Regions from separate parts of the Rattus norvegicus genome. Here region 1 is linked to region 2. A link is a contact called in public Hi-C data. All regions are on one chromosome and are shown on one strand. Each heading gives the region's core, a stretch centred on a gene start, on an enhancer-like site or on the middle of the called end of the contact. The rest is flanking DNA. Distances are from core to core; before and after follow the strand shown.

Evidence for each region. Hi-C and Micro-C count contacts between places; a contact is called where the count stands out from the background.
Region 1: a Hi-C map of frontal cortex shows a contact between it and region 2, with 2.9 times the contacts expected there. The contact joins the enhancer-like site here to the promoter of Sox2 in region 2. A contact is called at or near these places in 2 of 12 Hi-C or Micro-C datasets (Schwann cells and frontal cortex) and 1 of 1 datasets of contacts at active chromatin or transcription factors (oligodendrocytes).

Annotation. Positions count from the first base shown.
Region 1 is chr2:120,127,580-120,133,826 of GRCr8, reverse strand. No RefSeq gene overlaps it. Among named protein-coding and RNA genes, the nearest start is that of Rnu6-1158, 370 kb to the left of the region's middle. Within about 2 kb of position 3,591, at least 47 of the 93 cell types and tissues checked have an H3K27ac peak or open chromatin away from gene starts, as enhancers often do. A contact at or near this core is called in Schwann cells, where this site is marked.
Region 2 is chr2:119,462,444-119,468,856 of GRCr8, reverse strand. It overlaps Sox2 (SRY-box transcription factor 2), which reads right to left and starts at 3,726. Exons shown (of 1, transcript NM_001109181.2): 1 at 1,315-3,726. The coding sequence starts at 3,363. The coding sequence ends at 2,404. The region is part of intron 4 of LOC103691527 (a long non-coding RNA gene); the gene reads right to left.

The DNA.
Region 1 (6,247 bases), core at 2,342-4,841, 670 kb before region 2:
CAGAATGTCTCCTGCCAGGCAATGAGGTAGGCTGGGATGTAAGAGCTACAAGATCCATCTTGGTCCTGGCTCTAGAAGGGATGTTAAGTACCACCCTCACATCCTTGCTCAGCTGTTTAATAGAACAGTGGAATTGGTCCTCCTGCAAACCCAACACACTTTGCAGAAAGCAGTGATCTGAAAAATGTATTTTTAACAGAGAACTCAGAGGCAAGAACCTCCTAGCTCATCATGAGACCTGACAGTGATGTAAATGTCATGGTCGTGTGCCCACACAGTCCGGCCTATTAGCAGACCCACAGAGGTGAAGCACTGTGGAAACTGTGGTGTGAATAGTGGCTCCCTCGTGCTGGAGGTCAACAGCACAGGTCTGTGGATGAGCCCTAGTCTCACCTCAGTGACAGTATCCCAAAAAGCCTTTAACAGAAGCTGCCTTGGCCTTGTCATTTGCCTCCTTCATGAGACAGAAGCCTGCCTTCAGCACTCTGCTAGGGAATTCTAAATCCATCATTCTCTGTGAACACAAAGACTCTTCGCGTAAGTTGAACGGCACACGGGTTCTCAGTGTCTAGGTCTCAGCAGCTTGAGAAAACATGACCCTGCTCTTTTCTTGAGAATGTGATGGATATTGTTTACTGTTTCTTGTTCTGAGGAATATATAAAGAGAAGAAATGTACAAGTGTGAACTTAACTGGTTTCTCATGGTAACACGAGGTTAGACAGAGGCTGGCACTCAAGCATTTCACAGATAAGGAAAACAATACGTCTATGGGAAGGCTCTCGAAGGAATGAACCCTCTCAGGAAGGTAAAAAATATATATCGATCACATGCCCTAAAAGGAAGAGGAAACCATAAATACAAGAAACAGGAAACTCTATGAACTAGATGATTACTTAAGAATGTGGCAGCACCCTTCCATGCCTCTCCACACACCTCTCTTGCACTCCTCCCCACACACCTCTCTTGCACTCCCCCTCAACATACACTGTCTCTGTCTCCCAGGGACTGGTATTCTAAGCGCATACAGCACAGCCTGGTTTTCCCTGTGGGTTCTGAGAACTGCGCTCCAGTCCTCTGGGTTTCTGAGTAAGGGCTGCCTTCCCAGCTCTCCGTTGTCTGATGGTGTTGCCTTGAAGGAATGACTGCCCACGCTCTGACCATTCTTCTCTGACTAGGTGGGCCAAGCGCTGCTGACATTTCTGCATCCTCTGCACGTTGTTCCTGCACTGCCCCTCTTGGGTTGCATTACTATTATGTCTTCTGCATTGGAGTACTGCCGGAAATGAGCTCACTGGGAGGGCTCTCCATGCTGTAATGAGTTGCTCAGCCCAAAGCAGAGACATTGTAAACAGTGACATTAATAACCAAGTGGTTTAGTGAATTTTTGCATCTTTTTTAAAAGATGTATTTGTTTTATGTACATACACTGTCTCTGTCTTCACACACCAGAAGAGGCATTGGATCCCATTACAGATGGTTGTGAGGCATCATGTGGTTGCTGGGAGTTGAACTCAGGACCTCTGGAAGAGCAGTCAGTGATCTTAACCACTGAACCATCTCTCCAGCCCCCAAATCTTTGCATCTTAAACCCACTTTGACAGATTAAACAATGGTCTATAAAGAATGGTTTTTGAAACGTATGTTCTGGAAGACCTCATAGGCTACATACTACAGAATGTCACAGTGCACATCATTTTATTAAATACTCTGAGATATCTCAAAGTCAAATTTACTCAACATGGGGTAACCCAGACATATTTGCTTCCGATGGTGAAACCATGTCCGGTGGCGCAGAGACAGCATGCCCTAAAAGCTGAGTAAGAATATGAACTGGCTGGTCCCGGCTGTGTGCTGACTGAGCTGTCCACAAGATCAGTTTGACAAGGAGATGGACAAATGTAGACAGAGCTGAAAACTCTTGCAGTGAGAGCTTGGAGGACACACTGGAGCTGACTGGAGGTTAGAAATGAGGGACCTAGCCTTTCCATCCCCACCTACCAGAGACAACTCCAGCACTGACCCCGTGTGTGGCCATGGCAGGTCGAGCACACTTAATGCACTCTCCTGGTTCTGAGGGGAAGAGAGAGCTGCTGGGTGTGTACTCCTGGGGTTGTGATGGCAGTGTGGGGAAGGTCAGACACCCCACACACACCTTTCCTCTTTACACTGGGCCAAAGTATCTAGTCTGGTCAGTCTTGCCCACTTCTGACCTCTGTGGATGAGATGGCATCTCTGCGGATGTCTCATGGCTTAATGAGCTCTAAGGTCCAGAGAGGACAAGTGATTTCCGGGTGGACACTGGGAGTCGACCCTGGGAGTTGGGACTCCTGCCTTCCAGCTTAAGGTCTTCTTTATTTCCCATAGTGCAAAGTGCACGGGATCTGGCCTCATTCTGTAGGGGAAGAGAGGCTTCTTGGTAGAACTGCCAGAGGGGAGCTGTGGAAAAAGCCAGGCCTTCCTTCCTCCCCAACACACACACACACACACACACACACACACACACACACACACACGCACAACACACACACAAACACATACATGTGCACATGTACACAACATACCCACACACACACACACACACACACGCACATGCACACAACACATACACACATACACACATACATGAACACACACACATATACACATACATGAACACACACATGCACATGCACATAACACATACACATACACACACACATATATACACCCACCCACACCCACACCCACGCACACAGCCTGTCCCCACTCCGTTAACAGCTCCACTCCAGCTCTCAGTTTCTATCTTTATTTCATAGTTTTACTGGGAGCCCACGAGCATCCCCCATGCTTGCATTTCTCTGGTTGAGTTGGTCTTTCCACGTTCCTGGTCCGGATTCCCGTCGGAACTCCTATTTTTGACCCAAGTTCATATGCTTTGTAGAGAGTATAACTTCTTCCACACTGCACACTCTGTAGTTGTCAAAAAGCTCCTTGAAAACAGACAAGGAGGGAGGTGTGCCGGCTTCGCACGCACGCCCACTCCTGAAATCCTGCCTCCCTCCCTGAGTTTCATTTATAGTACTGCTCCCTAAGCAGGGCCGGGTTAGTTCACTTTCCTGTCTTACAAATCTGTAAATTTGGCTTTCTTGTTTTGCTAAATACATTTTTCTTAAATCGCTCTCAGAGATTTTAAAATGCTTGTATTTTAAAAGGTACTGGAACTTTGTTTCGGAGAGGGGAATAGAAGCCAAGGTCATTCAAATTCTCTTGTCCCTACCCTCCAGATTTCTGTTGAGATTGCTAGGTAGAATGAATTTGGGGAAATTAGGGGAGAAGGGAGACAGGAGGCCAGGGAGGAGAGGGGGAGAGAGGATGAGAGAGACAGAGTGTGTTTCTAGGAGTTCAAACGCAGAGCTTTATAAATAGCTACAAGTTTCAAATGTGAATTGTTTGCTTTTCGTTTTCTTTTTTCAAAGCAGAAAGAAGGCCAAGCTTCTCCTAACACTCCTCTGAAGACAGAGGACCTGACTCTCCTGAACTGTTCTGGCCCATCCTTCCCAAGGGCGCGTGTGTTTCTTCAGTGCAGTCACAGACAGAGCTCATAGGTCCAATGCTCAAAGGCCAAAGGCCATGCAAGTGGTGAGATGACATGCGTCCACTGCGGCAGTAAAAACACCCATGGGTAAAAATTCTTGCTGTGTGTGACCTGAGGCGAGGCACCGGCTCTTTGTTTTTACTGGGTGAGCTTGCGTTTTGTTTTTGTAAACATACAGAGTCTTGATGCCATGCTAGACAGGGTCTTTGTATATGATGTATTTGTTCCAGTTGAAACAGAAAAACAAAACCAAACATAAAACGGAAAAGCACGTCATTTAGAGTTCTCACCCCCCCCCCCCCAGCTTGGTTGAAACAATTTGTATAGGTGCCTGGCTAAGGGAAGGGCACTGGTTCAAAAACTGTTGGACAGAAATTGGTCTTCTCCCTCTGTCAGCACAGGTCCACAGCTCACTTGGGAATTGAAGTTTAGGACAAACATCGAATTTTGACCAAAAGGGACTTGGTTCATTAAAAAATCCCCCTGCTCTCTCTTCTTCTGTTCAGATCTGCAAGGTTGTTTAATTGAAGTCCTGTTTTGTGGGCGCAGATGCACGAGGAGGTTGAATCGTCAGCCTCATTTGGTGTTTTGATGCTGTGTGTTTCTCATTATTATTCCCAGAATGTCCAGTGGACCTTATGCTCCTCCTCAGGAAAACTCAGAAGCACGGAGCAGTCAAAGAGTCCTTTCTTCTCCTCCCGCCCCCTCGCCCCCATCTTCCTTGAAACTTTGCCAGTATCAGATCTCACTCTGTCTGTGGTGCATTAAAATGAAGTGCCTCCCTCCCCGCAGATCCCCCAGCCTCCGCTCCGCTCCCCTCTCCAACCCCACAGTTTCTTCCTAAGTGGGTAGCCTCTTTTGCTTGCTGTGGATGAACTTTTCTCCCCCTGGCCTTTCTCTCTTCCATTTCTGCCTGGCTCCTTAGTGCTGGATTTGGATAGGGGGTGGGGGTGGGGGCCGCCGTGAAGGGAAAGAAGGACCTGGCCCAAGAGTGCACCAGCAGCTGTGGCCACTTACCCCCCCCCCCCAACCCCCGGAATAAGGGCGCTTCACAGAATCCCCTCCTGCAATCCACTGGGTCACTGCAGAAACCCTGACCGCTAAGAGCTCTGCGTATTATTGATGTTACAATTATTGGGTTGTTGTTTCTTTCTGATAACAAGATCTTCGGAGCAGGGGCCCCGAGGATGAATTATGTTTTTGTAAGGTGAGCGGCCTTTCCAGAAAGCGGGCCTTTCTGCCTAGCTCTCAGCCTGTCCTCCGCCCACCTCCTGTCCTTACCCCCTTGAAGGCCACTCAGGAGGTACATGTGGAACTTTTGTGTGGTTCCGCAGTCTTTTATTGTCCTGTGGGCCTCATCCTCTTCTTAAGAAAGAGGCGGGTGGTTAGAGCGAGTGATGAAAACGGTTTTCCTGCACACCAGCTTGCTTTCTCAAGGTTTGCATACGCCTCTGGCAATCTCAGGACTGAAGGGTTCTTTTGTCTTTCTTTTCCTTTTGGCGCACCCGCACCCGTGAGTGCTATAGTCCACAGAACAATTACTTCATGGTTTTTAGGAAGAATGAGACAGGGATGAAGAGAATGGGCAGATACTTGTTTTTTGAAATGGCATCAAGAAAGCCTAGATAATTAGGGGGAAATACTTTTATTGCTGATTTAAAGCAAACCTTGTATTTTGAGGGACGGAAAACATCCAAATAAGCGACATCGATGTCTAATTTGAAGTTTTGATATGCAAGTCTTAAATTTTTTTAAATCAAAGTTCACTTATTCCTGACTACTCTCGTGATTTTTATACTAACTGCACACTACCTACCCTTTGGTGTTTAAATAGCATTTTTGTTAATATGGACTTAGTTTTGAATGCTAATTTATTTGCTAGAAACTAAAGCTACAAGAATATCGCTACTATGAGTGATAAAGTGACTGCTTTCAAAAAAGAACATCATTCCAAAATGGAAACATGTGGAAACACTGCTGTTAGATTCAGGACTGCAGTGCTGTTGATGATGCCTACTATGTGCAGAGAGACTGAAGGACAATTCTTATACCCACGGTGCTTACGGTGTGGTGCTGGGTCCTTTCCACCTCCTGCATCATCTGTGATCTGTGGCACCGTTTAAAGTGCCAGTGGTCTCAAGTCTACCATGGGTCAGTACATGGTTCTAGAATGGCTATTTCAGGGTTTAGTGGGATCTATGAAATATTTCTAGCAAATGAAAGAAACAGCTGTTCTGTTGGTCTAGAGAATAGGAGTCTTTTAGCAGAGTCCAAGTTACAATGTGAGAAGAAATGTAAGAGAAAATGAGTTCCAAGGTCTACACAGCAATGATGAAAACCCAAGATGAAATGAGTGCCATCAATGCAGTAGGTGGGTATCCATGACAACGTGTCATCAGAGCTGAAATGCATTTCTGTGACATGCATGAGGGTCTGGCAGTAGAGAGCAGTGGTTAGGATCAAAGTAGAGTTGAAAAGAAGAATCCTCCTTAGCTCATTGGCAGGAACCAGACCATATGATTAGGTCACCTCCAGCCTACTACCCTGCCCCCACCTGCCTGCACCCACCACCCTGGCTCTACCCTGCCACCACCCTCCAGCCTGCTCCCACCCACCACCCTGCTCCCACCCACCACCCTGCTCCCACCCACCACCCTGCTCCCACCCACCAC
Region 2 (6,413 bases), core at 2,477-4,976:
CTTGCAAAAGAGGCGACCCAGGCCTAGAGGCTGAGAGAACTGGCTGCGGCCGGTACCCGACTGAAGGGCAGAAGGCGCCAAGGGATCCTAACTTCTGCAGAGGTGCAGCGAGAGGACGCTCTAGAAATAGAGAAGCAATGCAGAACTCCATAAGGACGCCCCATTCCTGGTTCTTGGTGCCTTTGGACAGAAGATGACCGAAGCTAGGAGTTCCCCGTCCCTCCCTCCCCCCACAAAAAGCAAAGCGGGCCAGCAGCCTCTGCTATGCCAGAACCCGCTGCTTAAATTAAAGACCACGGCGATTCCCCCAACTTTTCCGCTCCAGCCGAGGACGTCGCCAACCTCTTTACTTCTCCTGGGGCAAAAGAAAACAGCAAATCCAATCTCGTTTCCCCACCCTCTCTCCTCCCCCTCTCTCTACTACTGTAGTAAAACAGTTAACAGATCAAAAGCACAATCATGTCCAAATGTGATCAGAGCGCACAACGCGAAATATCTACCTCGGAGTCGAGAGCTTTCTTCTGTAATATGTCTGTTGCCTGGCTTCTCTTTTGCGTGTAACCAGCTGCAGAGATTATCCGATTTGGGACTACAGGCTTGGACCCGCGCTGCCAAATTAAGAAGTGGAATCCGGAGTGGGGGGTGGGGGAAGAAAGGGGGGAAATAAATAAATAAAAAGTCCATGATAATGAAGGGAATTTTTGCAAGCCGCTCTTCGCTTTTCCCTCACCCCAAACAGGAAAACGTAGAGGACAAAGTTTATGAAGTCAGGAAACAAAGACAGAAAACCACTTGTTTCCTCATACAATAGCAGGGCGAGAGTCACCCAACCACCTACCCGGCAGTACACTCGGCGTGTCTACTTTGTAATTATTCCGATACAAGAAGCATCATTTTCCCCTATAAACCACATTTCAAAGGGCCATTGTGTTGTGAAGAAAATGAAAACCAACCCAGCCAACCTGGTTCTGATTTGGCTCAGTACCCCATCTACTAAGCTACACGAAAAATTTCAGAATCGTCTCGTTCTGGCAACAAGTGCTACAAGAGAGCTTAAGCCCACATCGCGCTTATTCACGCTGCTCAGGAAAGGAGGGGGTGGACTTACAATATATGCTTCTAGTTTCTATTCTAGAAATGTCAGCGCATTTCAGTTTCCCGTTTTTAATCATCCAGCCATTTTTTTTTCTTCTGCAGTTAATGCTAACAGACATTGCTGGTAACACCAAGATCTTGGTGGCTGAACAGTTATCCAATCCCCCAAGAAGTTATGTACAAGCATGCTAGCCAAAGAAATGAAAGACTCAGGCATAATTTCAGTGTCCATATTTCAAAAATTTATTTATCTCAAACTGTGCATAATGGAGTAAAAACTTAAGTTGGAAACGTAACTGTTATAAGGATGGTATTAGTTCAAATATATACATGGATTCTCGGCAGCCTGGTTCCAATAACAGCCGAATCTTTTAAAATACAACTACGGAAAATAAAAGGGGGAAAAAACCTTAAAATATCACAATTTACAGAAATATTACAAACCATAAGAAAATATTTCAAACACAGTAATTTCCATATTTTTATGTGAACAAAATGAAAAGGGTGGGATTGAACAAAAGCTATTATAAATTACCAACGATATCAACCTGCATGGACATTTTTTTTTTGCCTTTAACAGTAAGTTAAAAATTTAGTACAATCTAGAACGTTTGCCCTAAACAAGACCACGAAAATGGTCTTGCCAGTACTTGCTCTCATGTTTTCCTTTTGTACAATTTTAAAACTAAAACGTTCAAATCCGAATAAATTCCTTCCTTGTCTGTAACGGTCCTTAATTTAAGCTGCAGAATCAAAACCCAGCAAGAACCCTTTCCTCGAAAAATATTGGCAAATTCTCAGCTTATAAACAATGGACATTTGATTGCCATGTTTATCTCGATAAATACTGTACAAAAGTTGCTTGCAAATATTAAAACTTTTTTCATCGCCCGGAGTCTAGTTCTAAATATTACTGGTAAAGACTTTTGAGAACTCCCTGCGAAGCGCCTAACGTACCACTAGAACTTTAAAAAAAAGTTTTGCGTAGTTTTTTTCCTCCAGATCTATACATGGTCCAATTCCCCCGCCCTCCCCGCCGCCCTCAGGTTTTCTCTGTACAAAAATAGTCCCCCAAAAAGAAGTCCCAAGATCTCTCATAAAAGTTTTCTAGTCGGCATCACGGTTTTTGCGTTAATTTGGATGGGATTGGTGGTTTTTTTCCGCAGCTGTCATTTTGCTGCGGGTAATGAGATTTTTTTTTTCCTTTTGAGCATTCAGATTTTTCTTACTCTCCTCTTTTGCACCCCTCCCAATTCCCTTGTATCTTTTTGAAAAATCTCTCCCCTTCTCCAGTTCGCGGTCCGGCCCTCACATGTGCGACAGGGGCAGTGTGCCGTTAATGGCCGTGCCGGGCACCGGGCCGCTCTGGTAGTGCTGGGCCATGTGCAGTCTACTGGGCGCAGCGGGCTCCGGCACCTCGGCGCCGGGGAGGTACATGCTGATCATGTCCCGGAGGTCCCCGGCCTGGCAGGGCGCCCTGGAGTGGGAGGAAGAGGTAACCACGGGGGGGCTGGAACTGGCCTCGGACTTGACCACAGAGCCCATGGAGCCCAGCGCCATACCGGGGGTGCCCTGCTGCGAGTAGGACATGCTGTAGGTGGGCGAGCCGTTCATGTAGGTCTGCGAGCTGGTCATGGAGTTGTACTGCAGGGCGCTGACGTCGTAGCGGTGCATCGGCTGCATCTGTGCCGCGCCGTGAGCGTTGAGGCCCGGGTGCTGCGGGTAGCCCAGCTGCTCCTGCATCATGCTGTAGCTGCCGTTGCTCCAGCCGTTCATGTGCGCGTAGCTGTCCATGCGCTGGTTCACGCCCGCACCCAGGCCGGCGCCCACCCCAACCCCGCTCGCCATGCTGTTCCCGCCGGGGGCCAGCAAGCCTCCGGGAAGCGTGTACTTATCCTTCTTCATGAGCGTCTTGGTTTTCCGCCGCGGCCGGTATTTATAATCCGGGTGCTCCTTCATGTGCAGAGCGCGCAGCCGCTTGGCCTCGTCGATGAACGGCCGCTTCTCGGTCTCCGACAAAAGTTTCCACTCGGCGCCCAGGCGCTTGCTGATCTCCGAGTTGTGCATCTTGGGGTTCTCCTGGGCCATCTTACGCCGCTGCCCCCGGGACCACACCATGAAGGCATTCATGGGCCTCTTGACGCGGTCCGGGCTGTTCTTCTGGTTGCCGCCGGTCGCCGCCGCCGTGGCGTTGCCTCCTCCGCCGCCGCCCCCCGAAGCTTGCTGAGGGCCCGGCGGCTTCAGCTCCGTCTCCATCATGTTATACATGCGGGCGCTGGGCGCGGGCGCGGCCCGCCGGCGGCCGCCGACCCTCGGCCCGGCCGGGACTGCGGGGGCCGCGCGCGGGGGCCGGGATGCAGGGGCCGCGGGCGGGGTCGTCGGCGTGCACGGCCTTGCGCGGAGATCTGGCGGAGAATAGTTGGGGGGAAGCGGAGCTCGAGACGGGCGAAGTGCAATTGGGATGAAAAAACAGTCGCTCTCCTCCTCGGGCCGCCGCGATTGTTGTGATTAGTTTTTGGAAAGGCTTAAGCCTCGGGCTCCAAACTTCTCTCCTTTCTTTTTCTCTCCTCTTCTTTCTCCCAGCCCTAGTCTTAAAGAGGCAGCAAAGTACTTTTCCCTTTTTGCAAACACTCTCTTCTCTGCCTTGACAACTCCTGATACTTTTTTGAACAAGTTAATAGACAACCATCCATGTGATGGGGGCTGTCAGGGAATAAATGGGTTTCCGGCGGCCAATCAGCGAGCGCCGGCTCCTGCGCCGGAGCCCAGCCTCGCCAGAGGGTTTTGCATGAAAGGGGGCGGGGCCTGCCGCGCCGCCGAGCCGAGCGCAGCGGAGCGCTGTGCCCCGAACCGCGCGGGGGAGGCGGGCCCGCAGCCTGCAGCCCGCCGCGGGGGAACCTTTGTATCCCCCCCGTTCTCAGCAACAGGTCACGGCGGCACGCCTGTTCGAAGGAAGTGGGTAAACAGCACCAAGACGACAGCTCCTTTCCCCCATGCTACGGAATATTGGCTCTCTCTTGGGTACATAAGGGTGGATGGGGCGCGGAAAGCTGGGGCCAGGGTGGGGCGAGGCCCATGGGTGGTTCGGGGCGACCGTCCAACTAGTATTTCAGGAAGCTGGCAGGGCCGGAGGTGGTGTGCCATTGTTCCTCCGCTCATCCGCGGCACTGCTCTCTGTCCCAGCCCCTCTTCCAACCTTGTTGCCAACACCCACTCACCCCCTTTTCTCACAGAACAGACCAGAAGTTAGACCCAGGCCTCAGCGCCCTCCTGGCTTCCGCGTCATCGGCTGGGTTCCCAAACAGGAGTCCTCTGCCCATATGGCTGACTGTAGAGCTAGGGCCAGGCCCTGTACACAGCCTTCTTCTAGGCCGACTCAGGTGTGGCTCAAGGAACCACAGCACGTGTCCTGAACCCTAACTCCCTCCTCCACCAATCTGTCCCATCTAAAGGGTGCAAACGCAAAGCTTGAACTCACTCCTCCCTCTCTTTCTAACCCCCAACCCCGACACAAGAGGATTTCAGTGATGGCAATTTCAGATGAGAGCTAGGGGACGAAAGAATCAACAGAAAGAAGCTCCAGAGGGCAGAGGATGGGGGAGGGTCACGCAACTTCCTGGCATCCCACCGCGAGGCACGGAGGTGGCATTTAGGCTGCGCTCACAAACTCCCTCCCACGCAGCGTTCCCAGGATGGGGCAGCGCAGCCCGCATTGCCCCTGCTGATTGGCACAGTGGTAGTCGCGAAGGCCCGGCCGAGAGGCGCCGGGGCCTGGGAAACGCGCGGGGTCCAGAGGTGCAGGTGCAGGCGGCGTGCGCAGAGGGAAGGCCGGCCGAACCCGAGGAGCCGGGACCGAGCAAGCCCAGGCTGTGGGAGAATGGGCTGGGGGCGGAGGTAGGGGCTCAAGAATCTTGCCCGCCCAGGACCCGAGAGGGTAATTTTAGCCGATCTCCCATTGTCCAGACGTAAAGATTTCAATCGGCAGGCGCTCAAAAAGCCCAGAGCCACAGCACCACGTCCGTTACAAATAGGTAGTTTTGTTTCTCTTGTTGTCGCTACACGGAGTCAAACAAAGCCCCGTCTAAGTTTCCTTCCACTCTCTTGTTGGAACCTTTGTGGCTAAAATGCACTTGGGTACAAAAGAGGGGAGAGAAGGAAAAAAGTCCCGATGCCATTTTTTTTTTTTTTTAAATAAAGAGCTTAAACCATCAGGGTTACTTTTTTTTTCTGCAATACTCTCGCAGCCCCTCCTCCCCTCATCTACCCCAAGTCAGCCTAAAGAAAACGTTCAGAAGGGTATCTGCCGGCCACGCTCCGCTCATTGTCCTTACAAACTGCCCTGTTTATTCTCCCCTCTCTGCCCACCACCGCTTCTTACCCACCCCCAGGTCTCCAAACCCTATTCTCCCAGGCTTGGCTGTTATTGTCACACTCAGCTAACTATGCCCACTTAAGACCCAGAAAAGTTGTGGTAAAGAATCTTTGTAAACTTGAAATAAATAATTTCTTCTCTACTCCACCCTCTTTCTGCCCCAGGTTCTCTTTAAGTTTTGGTTGCTTTAGTCCTTGGGAACCCAAGAAAGGACTTATAGAAACGCGTAAATATTTGGGACTCTTTAAATTAAAACATTGTTTTCTGCTTAATCCGGGTGTACCATTACGCTCAACACGAATCTCTGGAGACTAGAGCAAAGGTTGAGCTAGGGAAGGCGGCCACCGACTTTTCAGCGCGCCTGGTTTCTGAGATGTGGCTGCTGCGCCCCCTGCTGGTGGACTCGCTTTTCCAAGACTGTTTTCACCTTTAAAAGGTGTGTAAAAATAAAGTTAAAAAAAAAAAAAAAGAGGAGGATGGACGATCAAACTAATTACACATAATCTAAACAAAAGAAAAGTTAACATATCATATAAGCCGTGGGACGAAATCATAAGAATCAAATTTAATTTGCTTAACTTAGAAATGTACATAGAACCGCCAGATAAGTGGGAGGTTAAACGAGGGGAAAATAGGTATAAATTATGAGATTCAAAGTATGAATGAATTATGATTGTCCGCGCGCCACGAAGGGCAGGCCGAGCACTCACTTTGTGATTGTGTATGTATCGGTGGGTGCTTAATAGCATTTTTCTGAAAACTTAGAAAAAGCTTATGGATAATTAAGTTTGAAGAAAAAAAAACCCCAGTGAGTTGATGTGGACAACGGTGGCGAATATTTATTAATATAAATACTGATAATTGATGATGATAAAAGAACATCTTTTTAAATCTTGATATCTTTCAAGGTTAGTAGGAAGCAGAATTTTTTTTCTTCCCCCATTGG